Regions from separate parts of the Mus musculus genome. Here region 2 is linked to region 1. The links are chromatin contacts, called in public Hi-C maps. All regions are on one chromosome and are shown on one strand. Each heading gives the region's core, a stretch centred on a gene start, on an enhancer-like site or on the middle of the called end of the contact. The rest is flanking DNA. Distances are from core to core; before and after follow the strand shown. Region 1 has its middle 52 kb from the start of E330032C10Rik. Region 2 overlaps Galnt14 (polypeptide N-acetylgalactosaminyltransferase 14).

Region 1 (5,879 bases), core at 3,249-5,748:
CATACGGTACGGGCTCCTCACATTGTAGTGGGCTAGGATGCTGAAACAGTAGGACCAGAACCAGGCACCAGGCTATAGAGCCTTCAAATCCCACTTCTAGAGACCTAGACTCCTTATGAACTGGGTCCCCAGCTCCTAAAGGTTCCACAGCCTCCTAAACAGCGCCACCTGCTGGAGAACAGCTATTCATTCTACAAGCTACAAGAGCTTGAGGGATTCAAACCGCAAATGTCTGTGTGTGGAAAGGACAGGAAGATGAAAATCTTCCGACCGTGATTTTGTGAGAAACCCTCACTAGAAAATGGACAGCACTGGCAGGATTGGTCATGCAAGAACAAGGTCACCATTTGGAAGTGACCACATTCACTACACAGACAGCAAACATAGCCATATTACAGGGCGTTGCTCTTGGTCATTTCCCATCCACCGTCATGAAATTTAGAATAAAATAGCTAATGGGCTGGATTGTTCCGTTACATACGATCTTCTGCATGCAAAAATATCGGGGCCGCCCGTGCTCTGTTACAAGAGCAGCTCCAGAAGACCTGAACCAGCCGTTCTGAAGAGCTCAGAGGTGATCCTCTGAATATCTACGTAGAAACTCTAGCACACCTGCTCCCTTGGCTGCCTCAGCCACATGTGACCCTGATCCCCTTCTGGGTTGGCCTGGGTTGGTCATAGGGTCAACAGAGAGCAGCCCTGGGGCTGGCCAGACTTCTTTTTCATTTACTAGACTGCTGTCCACAGCAATTCAGACCAGGATCCTCCCTCCACCTCTGTGGTTGCCTTCTGTGAATACTACACACATCCCGTGAACCTGGAAAAACTGAGAAACAAGCAGGTCTTCATTCCTATTTTGGGGAGGAGCAAAGCCGGAGGAGTCCACCCCCAACCACTGCATATGCGTTTACGGATGCTTTCTGGGACTCAGTTTCCCCCACAAGACCTCCTCTTGTGCCTTCTAAGCTCCACACAAGCACATATCGATGGTGAGCTGCAATTGTATCTGTAATTCTCTCTCGGAAAAGCCATTTTCAGACTTCCAGCCCCTGCCAGATAGGAAAGAATAGAGAGGGGGTGTAAAATGAGCCTGGTGCCAAGAGATAGTCATCTGCACGGGTGGAAAAAGAAGATGGAGAGAAGAAAGGAAAGATGGGGGATGGAAAGACCTGGGAAGGGGACTTCAGAAAAAAAAAAAAAAAAAGGTAGGCAAGGAGCAATATAAGAAAAGCCAGGAGAGAGAGGACGAAATAGAGACCAAAGAGGAGTGTGGGGGAAGACGACCAGCATGCATAGAAGCTGGTAGGGATGTTGGAGATAAAGCTCGCCCACGCCCCACAGGAAATGCATATCTGGTAGAAAGAAAGGTGGTCACCGGAGTTAACTCTCACAACCTCCGAAGCCGAGGCTCCCACATCCTGTTGTGAATAAAAACTCACCTGGAATAACTTGTCTTAGAAAACAAAACAGAACAACACCGACAACAATAAAAATCTTCAGAGATTCTGAACGGGCGAATTCGAACCTAAACTTGGGAATTTGAATTTTTTTAAAGCTCCCTGGGGAATGGACATGCTCCTTGACTGACGCATCACGTATCACTGTTCTTCAACTCCACTGAATCGGGGCATCTCTCTGCCCAGCCACGACAGCCAAAAGGAGTAAAAAGGTCTGTCGACTTCAAGCATAAGGCTTGCTCTATCAGAGGCCCCTCCCTCCACGCCCTCGAGACCCTGGCTCCCTCCCCGGGAGCTCCAAGGCCCCTTCCCACCAGTTCTGCTCATTTTCCCTCTTCCTTCTGGCTAGAGAACTAATGTCCTGGTTGATTTTCTTGCCCTAAACAAGCTAATTAAGCAATAATCCTAACAGAATCCATCACTCTGACAAGGTTGTTGATTAATGGTCCCCCAGCCAAGCCCAAAGTGCTTGATATCCCAGCAGAGCGGTCAATAATCACTGCGGCAGTGGCATGCGGCTGCGGCAGTGTGAGTCTGGCCACATCTGAAGACGACGAATGCTGAATGGGTAATGGGGCTCTATTTTGCAGCCTGATAGAAGGCAGAGGAGGAAAAGAAGGCTGGTTCTCGGACGTGCACAGGCTGGAGTCTCTAGCCACAGGCAGCGGTGCCCATCCTTTTGACGCTGGGGCATGCCATCATCATCTGCAAATGGGTTTGGATACATTGGTTGTTCTCCCACATGCTGCATATGGGACATACCTAGAACTCTGTATCCTTCGATCTGAAACCACAAAATGTCCTCAGAGAACAACTCCGAGTAACTCTGGGCCACCGAAGAACTGCCTGCGTGCAAAGTTGGCGAACACATGGATGCTTCTTTGGTTTTGCGGCTGTGTTGACTCCATAGCTGCTGGGTTATAAGGTGCGACAAGAGAAACAATACTGCCTTTGGGAAGTAGATTTCAGTCCAGGCTGATATACCTATCCATTTTCTGCACCCAGAACATTATTGCAATTCCCTAAGAAGACATAACTTTCTTCAGTGTTGGGAGAATGGTCCTGGATTAAGCAGAATGTGGTGAAATACTGCCCCCTGGTGGTCATAGTTGCTGCTTCAACTCTTCTACCTTCTAAGGTTCCTGGGCCAGCAAGTGTCCAGTGGTCTTTATGAGGACCGTAACCTGGGTATCATCCGAGTTGCCACAGCCAAATATACAACCCTGTGTCCTTCCTAACGTTTCCTTCACTGCCATCTCACGGTTGTCCCAAAGAGGGGGCTAGAATGCTGCAGCTGTCCACTTCTGGGTGGCTCCTGTATGACACACAGAACCATCATCTTCCCACAAAACTATAGGCTCATGCTTTAGAGCAGAAGGCACTGAAGCAGGAGGAGAAAATACACACATTCAGACAACTTGGTGTAACTTGCTTGCACCCGCAGGACCCTCTTGGGCCTGATCATGAATGTATATACCACTTCCACTTGATAATAGATTATTTGTGGACCTGTCCCCATAATCTTTGAATCCACTGTCCCTTTTATGCCCCCAGAAAGAGTCTTGGAAAAGAGCTCTTGACCAAAGAGAGGAAAATCGCCTGCTCCCGACCTATGCTGCCCCTGAGACACACACTGTTTGGGTCTATCACATGCCATGGTATCTTATGTCTATATATGTTTCCAGCTCAGGGCAGCAACAAAGATCAGAGCATACACTGATTGCTCTGTGAATGGTAAGAGCAGAGTTGATGGAGCACAGTGGAAAACAAGGAACATGGTGGCTTAGACAGCCTTAACCCAGAACCACCCAGCCTAAGGCTCAGGTCTGCTCTGCCTCTATTGGGCGATGTCCTAGGGGGAAGGCTTTCTCTGTCTGGGCCCCTTCTCCGAAAAGTAAGACTGATACAAGGACCTCTAAGGTCTATTCTATACATCAGGGTTGGGGAACAAGTTCCTAAGAGTCTAAGCAGCAACTAGCACGGAAGGCAGCATTTAATCACCATGAAAAAGACCCACTGGTTCACTAACAGCCCTAGCGACTCACACTGTCCGGGGCAGTATGCGGGACCGCGCTCTCTCCACACAGCATGGGAGCAGATGCGTCTCTCTCTACCTTGGATGTTTATCGGCATGAAAATGAACAACCTCTTCCACCTACCTGGAGTTAGCCATCATCCCTGGACAGATGCTGGTGAGACAGTGACACCTAGTGGCGAACCTACCAATAACTGTCCAGCCCCACAGCGGGCCCTGCAGGCAAAGAGCCTGCCAGAAGTCTGCTCCGGGCTGTGGTTAACCAAGAGCAGTAACTCACAATGTGAGCATTGGAGGCTGAAGTGGGTCCCTTAAAGTTATGCCTCAGTCTGGCCCTAATTAGTTTCTTCAATTAGTTTGACATGGCCCTTGAAGCCTTCACTTGTTCCCCAAGTCTAATACGGAGTTCTTACCAGATAGGAGTAGCCCAAAGCCCAATAAAGGAATCCTGGATTTCACCTATGTCATTTCTGTCCGCCCCCATCCCCGTATGGCTGTGTAACAGATCAGGCCACTGACTCAGATACTGCATGCAAAGACTTCAGTTCACCCCCAAATGCCATTGTCTGCAGAGGGAAAACAGTAGACACTCGTGGGATAAGGTTTTCCCTAGACGGCAGCAGAGGTCTGTACAGGAGTAACCCGTCCGACACCCCGCCCCCCACCCGGAAGGAAGTGGTAATTGGCTCAGACTGAGGATACAAATTCTAGAGTCGCCATAGCCTCTGATGGTGCGTGGCCACTTTCTCTTATGAAATCATGTTTAGCACCAACCTTCTAAAGGTGAGAGCTGGAGTACTGCCATTTCAAAACACCTGCTATGTCACACCCACAACTTAAATAGGGAAAGCTAACTCACATGCACATGCAATTACCAAGAATAAAAGGCAGTTATTTTCTTTAAAGGATTGACGTTGGGGCCCAGGAGGCTTCCTGCTGGGTACTGGAGACACTCACTGGAGATGGGACCTGGAACTCCCTTGTGCTGTTGGCTACGACACTAAGCCTTGAGATGCCTCGCTATCTCCATCTAGTGGTGATGATGAACATTACACCAGTGGGGAAAGGAGACACAAGCCAAGAATTTCAAAGTCGGCGGGCACTGAAGATTTTGAGTTGAGAGGCAATGCTTGGCTCTGTGTTTTGTATGTCTCTAGTGAATTATAAGTCTTTGAAGTAAAGATTACCATCCATTCTAACACTGGGAAAATAACACTAAAAGCTAAGAGAAGTAACTTGAGATGAGCATGCAATTAGTAATTGCTGAGCTGGTATTTAAACTGATATATGTGTGGATCTGGAGTGTATTTCCACACCCAGCCAGCAGTACCTCTGCCTATAAAGTATTTGGGGCAGTAACTTTTTAAAAATTCTTGAACAACTGATGAGTGAGTTTTATTTCATCCCTTCCGGTCCTTCCAGCTCAGGCTCTCTCTCTCTATCTCTCTCTCTCTCTCTCTCTATCCCTATCTCTATCTCTATCTCTATCTCTATCTCTATCTCTATCTCTATCTCTATCTCTATCTCTATCTCTATCTCTATCTCTATCTCTCTCTGGAAAGACAGACCATGAGGCAGTTATCCTATGGGGGCAACGGCACTGAAAACAGACTCACTGGGGGACTTTGTGAAGGCTATCCTGGGCCTGCTCCAGACAGTCTTGTGATAGACCTGGAGTGCTGGTGGAAGCCTGGACACCCTCTGAAGTCACTGCTGTTCCCCGGGGGAAGATCATTGTCCCTAGCTTAGAAGTGGCAGTGAAGCATTGCCTAGTGATTGCAGGAGGGGAAGATGTCAGGCACCTCACAGGAAAACCAAAAGTGACGCCTGGTGTCGGCAGAGGAAATCTAATAGTGGCTGAAGTCCTGCTTCATGAGTTGTAGTAATGCCTCTAACAAACGCAAACTGGTTGCTGTTTGTCAGGCTGCTGGACGAGAGAACTGGGCTTTGAGACCCCCCCCCCCCCGGCCTCTGTCTGGCAGCCCCATCTGGCATACTTTAAAGATGGGAGGTTCTTCAGAGTTGAGCATCTCACTTGGGGATGAGGGATGCCAGCTGCTGAACACAGCTGTGGTGCAATGGGAATTATGTTATGGTCTCTGGTTCCTAAGCCCCCTTCCTGGCCTTAAACCACAATTATCAGCTCAGGAAACAGGGCTGTGCCCAAAGCCATGAGCTAAGAGGGTAAAACATAGATGGTTGCTTCAGAGCTACACTCTTTCCACTGGTCTACACAAACACTTATGGGGAAAGTCTAGGCTGGCTGCCCACAGTCCAGTCTACACAGGCTGAGCCATTGTGGACTGGAATGGCTGGACAACATACAGGGAGGCGGAGCTTGACCAGAATAAGCCAGAAATGCCCTAAAGGAGCAAGAACGGATGTTT
Region 2 (6,357 bases), core at 2,514-5,013, 360 kb before region 1:
TGTGTTCAACCCCATGACTTCCCCAATTACGACATAGCTGCATCTATTTTTTAAAAAAAGTGAACCTTCCTTTTTTCCCCCATCTTTTCATACCCCTCTAAGCCAACAGTTCTCAACCTGTAGCTTGTGACCCCCAGGAGTCACATGTCAGATATTGCACATATCAGATATTTACATTACGATTCATAAAGGTAGCAAAATTACAGTTACAAAGTAGCAATGAAATGATTGGTTGGGGGTCACCACAACACGAAGAATTTTATTAAAGGATCACAGCATTAGGAAGGTTGTTCTAGGAAAACAGAGCCCTAACCTGGTTGGAGAGAAAACAGGAATGGCCTAGTCTTGTCTTCAGATGAATTATTTGAAACCTAAGTGGACCACACGGGTCTCAAAGCCAGGCAGGACCACATGCTCTGAGATACCTCGAATGGGATGTTCATCACAATCATTCCTGAATTGGATCATTTCTTCCTTTTATATTATTTCATGCCAACTGTTATTTCCCATTTCTTCAAAAAACAAAAATAAGAGCCCAATTTCAGCTACAAATGGCTGCCTATTGCTTATTTACAGCTGACCCTTGCTGGACTCTTACAGAGAGGTGCTCCAAGCTCTGTGGAGTAGACACCACATGGCTCTCTGGCTGTGATGCTGGAGGTAGAGAAGAAACAGTGACTTTCCAGTTAAATGTGCATTTTACACAATTGATCACTGTAAATATATCCCCTGCGTGGCTTGGGCTACACGTATGCTATACATTTATTAATTATGTATGTATTTTAAATTTTTGGCAATGGTGTCCAGCATTTTACCCAACAACCTCATTTTCTTCATCACTCAGGCTAATGTGTTGTGTTTTGTTTTCTGTGAAACCTTAAGGTGCTGAGTACCAGTCTGCTTAACTCCCTTTGGCTAATCCTTTCACTGTATCATCTACTTTTCTGTGTCATATTATCCAAAAAATGATTTTTTTGATCAGCTCCAACTTCGTGCCCTGCACTGTTCTTAATAACACGCACCCTTACATCTCCTTGTGTGGTTGTCTGGATACTTGTATGGCTTCTGCCTGCTTCTGCCAACCTGGACAGGTGCCAGGTCTCAGGAGCCTCCAAAAACCCAGGCTCTCTGGAGGAAGGAGCAGTGCACTGCTCTGATCTCTGGGTATAGAAGGGCGATATCTGGCGGTCCACCAGAAGTAGCAACAGAGATTGGTGTGTGCAGAGCAACATGAGCTGTGTGGTGCTAAGGAGATCTGTGGCCTGAGCCTGGAGGATAGACTTTGCTGGCAGTGAGGGCTTCACCTGGAAGTCATTTCCCCTTGATGCATGAGTTTCTGATAGAATGAGAATTGCATCCTGTCTGTCTTGTCCCAATTGGCTTAGGCAGACATGAGTCATGCAAGCGTCAGGACAATCGCACAAAGAGATGTAAGGGCACTTGTGAATGAGAACAGTGCATGGCACAAAATCAGAGCTGCTCAAAGCCCTTGGCTCAAATGAGCTAGCAGCCCAAAGGAGTAGCCAGCTAAGCCAAATAAGATAGCATGCATTTCCATGTTTTATTTTTCCCCCAGAATTAAGAATAGCCCTGTGCTGGTGTCTGGATTGTTCCTCTCCCTCTGAATCCTATCCTTGTATCCCAAGCTTATCTGCTTTTCTCCAGGCTTTGGAGCAGCAGTGCCCTGAGATGAAGCCCATGCAGCCAGCGTGTTTTCAATGGTCCTGAGGTTGCAGCCCTGCCATCCAGTGCCTGGCTGTTCCTGGCCTGGTTCCTGCCTCTATCACAGAAGCCTGTGCCATGACTGGGGATGCTCTCCAGGTTCTCCTGGGCTCTCCCCAGGTTGTGTGGCTGTGATGGGTTTTCTTGTTGTACCCTGAGTGAGTAGTTCAGCTCACAAGGCTGTTCCCCAGAAGTTGCTATCATTTGGCTCCATGCTTGGGGTTAGTGAGACTGATCGATCAGGTTCAGTGGGTGGGTCGAGAAATCTTTAGAGACTAAGCACGACAAGGAAAGACGGCTTTCATGAGAACCTCAACCCTCAATCCTGTATCCTCAGGCCACTGGTATGGCTTAAACTCTGAACACACCTTCCTGGTAACCTTAAAAACAATGGGGTTTTCTTATCAATCTGTGTTCTTTTAATAAGGCAAAGGCTGATTAAGATGGGGGTAGGCATGACTAGGTGAGTTTAGGATTGTCTACCATTATCAAACCTAATTAACATCTTGCAAACCTTTCTGCAACTCAGAGAGTCATCCACAAAGATCATTACCATTGGAGTTTTTTTCTTTCTAATGAGCTTGAACTTTCCCTGCCACAGCTTAAGGCTGATACTCTTTAGCTATTGTCCCTATTGACTAATGAACGTAATTGGTCCCGGGCTTTTTTCCAGCCTCCTACTTTTAGACCCAGCACTGTCTCTACTGAAGCCAGTCCCTCTCTCAAGATCACCCTGCCCCTTCAGGTCCCTCCTGCATCGGCACACTTCTCTCCTGCCTCCAGCTGTTATTTTTGTGTGGCCTCACCCTCCTGAGCCCCATCCACCCTGACTTGTGATTCACAGTTCCATTTGTAACGTGGGACCTGATTTCCTCTGTGCACGATGTGATGAATCTCGATCAGGTGCCTCTGCAGTGCACGATTGTCCACTGACCTTGCCTTTAACTGAGAAGTTATGTGTTCACAGGGGCGAATAGGAAAGGGACGCAGCTACCCTGCTAATTACAGAGAGAAACCCAAAGGTAATGCGTTTGAGTGAGGAATGTGTGTGTTTTGCTGGTACTCGAGGGGGAAAAGGCTGTTTAATTAGAGATGAATAAGGAGAGAAATCAAGATTTCTGGAGAGGTTGAAAAGGGGCTTCTGGGCATTTTCAATGTCGTTATTGGATGATTTAATTGTTTATCATTTGTAATTTGAATTTCCAACTTGGGTTTTCATTTGATAAAGGAACCCTTCCACTTTGGAGGTTAGTAACAGCAATGAAGACGGGGAAACAATATCTTGAAAGAGGAGGAAATGTTTTTCTGTGATAACAGAAAGGAAAAGGAGACTAGAAAGGGAGAATGGTGGGAAGCAGAGGCACATTGCCCGAGACAGCAGGCTCAATCTAGGGTAGGTCAAAATGGGAGAATGGGGTCGGAAGAAGCAAGTGGGAGATAACTATCTAGTAACTAAGATACGGCCCTTTAAAATCAGATCATCATGGGCTTATATAGCTTCATGACCTTGACCACCTGACCTGACAAATGATTTGTATCCATTTTACTCTTCTGTAAAATGGGTGACATAATGCTTCCTCTCACATTGTGAGAATCACATGCGATTATATCGTAATAATAACACATTTTCTGCAATAGCTAGTCAACAGAAGCTGTAATTATTGTGGGATTTTTATTTTCCAAAGAGGTAGAAATAACAAGACTAACCATTCATCTTCCCTCAGAACTACTTCAACTCCAGCTACAGTCATAAGGGAACAGTGTAGCATTGTACAAAGTTCAGCATGCACATGAAGGCTTAGAGAGTCTAATGCTGCCTGGCAGTTGTGAGCCTCTAGTTGTAGGAGCTCTACCTCCTGGTTCATTTTGGTCAATCTTCATTTACACCTACCACCCCAGAAATTCTTTTCATTCTTAGAAGTGTTCCTGTTTGGATGGTAAGTTATGTCGTTCCTAACTAGTAATACAGGATTACCGCACTGTGCCCATGTGTACACAGACATGTGATATGAGTGGCTGTATCTACTTCCTACCTCTTGTTTCCTTTCCATTGGCAATAGTGATTCATCAGCTCTCATCACAGGATGTTGGTAGCCTCTTCCTGTAGAAGTCATCTCGATAGGAGTTGTCTTCTGCCACTGTTTGCTGATCTGCTTGTCTCCTGTAATGGTGGGCTGAGAGAATGGAGGAGTAGGGGAGAGTATCCACAGGGCTGAGAGAATGGAGGAGTAGGGAAGAGTATTCATAGAAGAGTGGTGTTCCTGAGGTGTGGCACTGTGACTGGAGTGTAGCTAGGCATCCTTGCCTGGCACTTAGCCTCATGTTTTTCTGGGTCCATCACAGACCTTCTGAGTTCTATTTGTCTGACACAGAAAATGTGACTAATAAGATGGAACCTCAAGGGCTGGCTGGAAGGTTTGGGTTGCAGAAGTTCAGGAAACACTATCGCCAGTTAGGATGTCAGTGTTTGCTGATTTTGGCAAACTGAGGGTGTGTGAGAAACAACAGGTTTAGGTACAGGCTTGCCATGAACCTCCTTACTGTCTGACCACGGTTCCTCTACAGAAAACTTGGCTGCCAAGCTAGTGTTCTGCAGAATGTTTTCCAGGTGGTAAGGTTAGCAATGACACAGGAGAGGAGATTGGAGTTGAATCTCTACCAAGGTAGGATGTTGTCACAGAATCTTAACGGTTAAAAATCACTAATCCCCCTCCAAATTGCCTGCTTCTGGGCTGGCAAGCTATCTCCAAGAGTGAAAGCACTTAATGCTAGGCTGGCAACCTAAGTTGGGTCCCTAAGGTCCCCATAGTGGAATGAAAGAGCCAACTGCAACTAACAGGTGATCCTCTGACTTCTACTCGTGCATTCCTGTGCGCATACACAGACACGTAAGGAAATCAATACATCTAAGTTCTAAAAAGCAATGGGTTAAATTGCTAGATTACAATGTCCCTTCTCCCCTATGGAGAGAAGAACAACTTGATGTCTCTGGTTTCAGAGATCTTCACCTTTTCCTTCATATAGTACCTGCACAGGATGATGAATCTGTATGCCTCCTGTTGTGTGAACCTGTTTCTGTCAGCTTATTTCACATACTTAGCTATCAGGACCTCAAAAGGCAGAGGAGTTGTTTTTCTACACTTTCAGTTGACACCTGACTGTAATGAATGGTCAAGAAGAAGAGAATTGCTGAGCAAGACAGCTGTCTAAGGAGGTGTGTGCAGGATCACATCTCTGAGCCCTACTACCAAGTGTCTTCTTGGCTCTTCCAGCAGTCCTTCGAACACTGTGGGTTCCAGGGCTGTGGGTAACTGGACTTGCTATAGTTAAGACCACTCTGGACAGTCAGTGGATTGATAGAGCCTAGTAGTCAAGAAATACTTATTGAAGTAAGTGTCCAGCATCAAGTTGAACTTGGGGAATGCTGGGTTACACAACTTAAAAGTCCATCCAACCTCCAGCCTCTGGGCTGCTTGTGGCAATGGATAGCTATGAATTCGGTCCAACACCGAATCATAAACTTGCTTAAACTATCATGAGGTATTTAGGGAAGGGGCATCTTTATTTTAAAATTCAGTAGTTCTGTTTTCAGTGATGATAACCTGTGTAATTGATGTTCTCATGTTACGGTGTCCAACTGGACACCGATTGCAAGGAACTCAGTTGCCGTGTCTCCAGCCCATCAATGTTGTAAAAAAACAAAAACAAAAACAAAAACAAAAAAAACGTCCTTTGTATTTTCTCTCTAACTCTTGCTTATGCATTTAGAACCTGTTAGAGCTATAGAAAGCAGGACGAAAGAAGGGTCCATGCCCACAGTATTGCTGTGGGTGGAATGAACCCAGTGCCCCATGCATTCCAGGAGAGCAGGGTACCACTGAGTTATACCCGGTAGTCCTGAAGTGAATCTTCTTACTGTGGGCTCTGGACTTCCGCCAGCCTTGAAGTGAAGTCATGTTATTCAAATGGAATATTTGTGATTCAATAATCAATTCAATAGCAAAAGGAAAAGAAGCTTCCTGCCAGTCCTGACAGAATAAATCATCCCGAAAGCAGAGGCACTGCAGTTCCTAATAGCTCTTGTAAACACGCTGTCACTCCCAGAGCTGGGCCCTGGCCAGCTGATGCTCCCCTGACTCCTCTCTGCTTCTGGGAAGTGCCTGATATCCAGCTGTGACATGCGCTCTGCATCAGTCAAGAGATACTTTCCAGACCTCAAGTCTCCAGGACCCAGAGATCATTTCTGATTGTTTCCGGCTCACTCAACAAACCTTTTAGGAGGCTTCTAGGTAGCTGGAGGCTCAGCGCTGTGTGAGGCACATTTGCATGTAGAAGATGCATAGGGAATGGTCAAAGTGGGGGAGGTCCCTGATGTGCGCTGGGTTTTACATGTGCTATGGTTGGTGCTCCCTCCATCTTCCCCGAGTAAGCTCTATTCAGAGGTAAGGAAATTAAGGGATGCCAAACAGTGACTTTTCCAAGGTCACACAGCTGAGAGTCGGACCCAGCACTGACCCTGCACAGCAGTATCACTTAAAAATCTCTTTCATGTCCCTGATTTTAGTGGGATTGCTTCCAGCTTCTCACCATTTACTTTGATGTTGGCTACTGGTTTGCTGTGGATTGCTTTTATCG

What was found. A called contact is a pair of places that touch in the nucleus more often than the background predicts.
Region 2: a Hi-C map of Th1 cells shows a contact between it and region 1, with 2.7 times the contacts expected there. The contact joins two enhancer-like sites. A contact is called at or near these places in 1 of 15 datasets of contacts at CTCF or cohesin (large pre-B cells) and 1 of 484 Hi-C or Micro-C datasets (Th1 cells).

The regions. Positions count from the first base shown.
Region 1 is chr17:73,300,095-73,305,973 of GRCm38.p6, reverse strand. No RefSeq gene overlaps it. Among named protein-coding and RNA genes, the nearest start is that of E330032C10Rik, 52 kb to the right of the region's middle. Within about 2 kb of position 4,498, at least 52 of the 459 cell types and tissues checked have an H3K27ac peak or open chromatin away from gene starts, as enhancers often do. A contact at or near this core is called in Th1 cells, where this site is marked.
Region 2 is chr17:73,653,992-73,660,348 of GRCm38.p6, reverse strand. All of the region lies in intron 1 of Galnt14 (polypeptide N-acetylgalactosaminyltransferase 14), which reads left to right. Among named protein-coding and RNA genes, the nearest start is that of Gm46602, 10 kb to the left of the region's middle. Within about 2 kb of position 3,763, at least 9 of the 459 cell types and tissues checked have an H3K27ac peak or open chromatin away from gene starts, as enhancers often do. A contact at or near this core is called in Th1 cells, where this site is marked.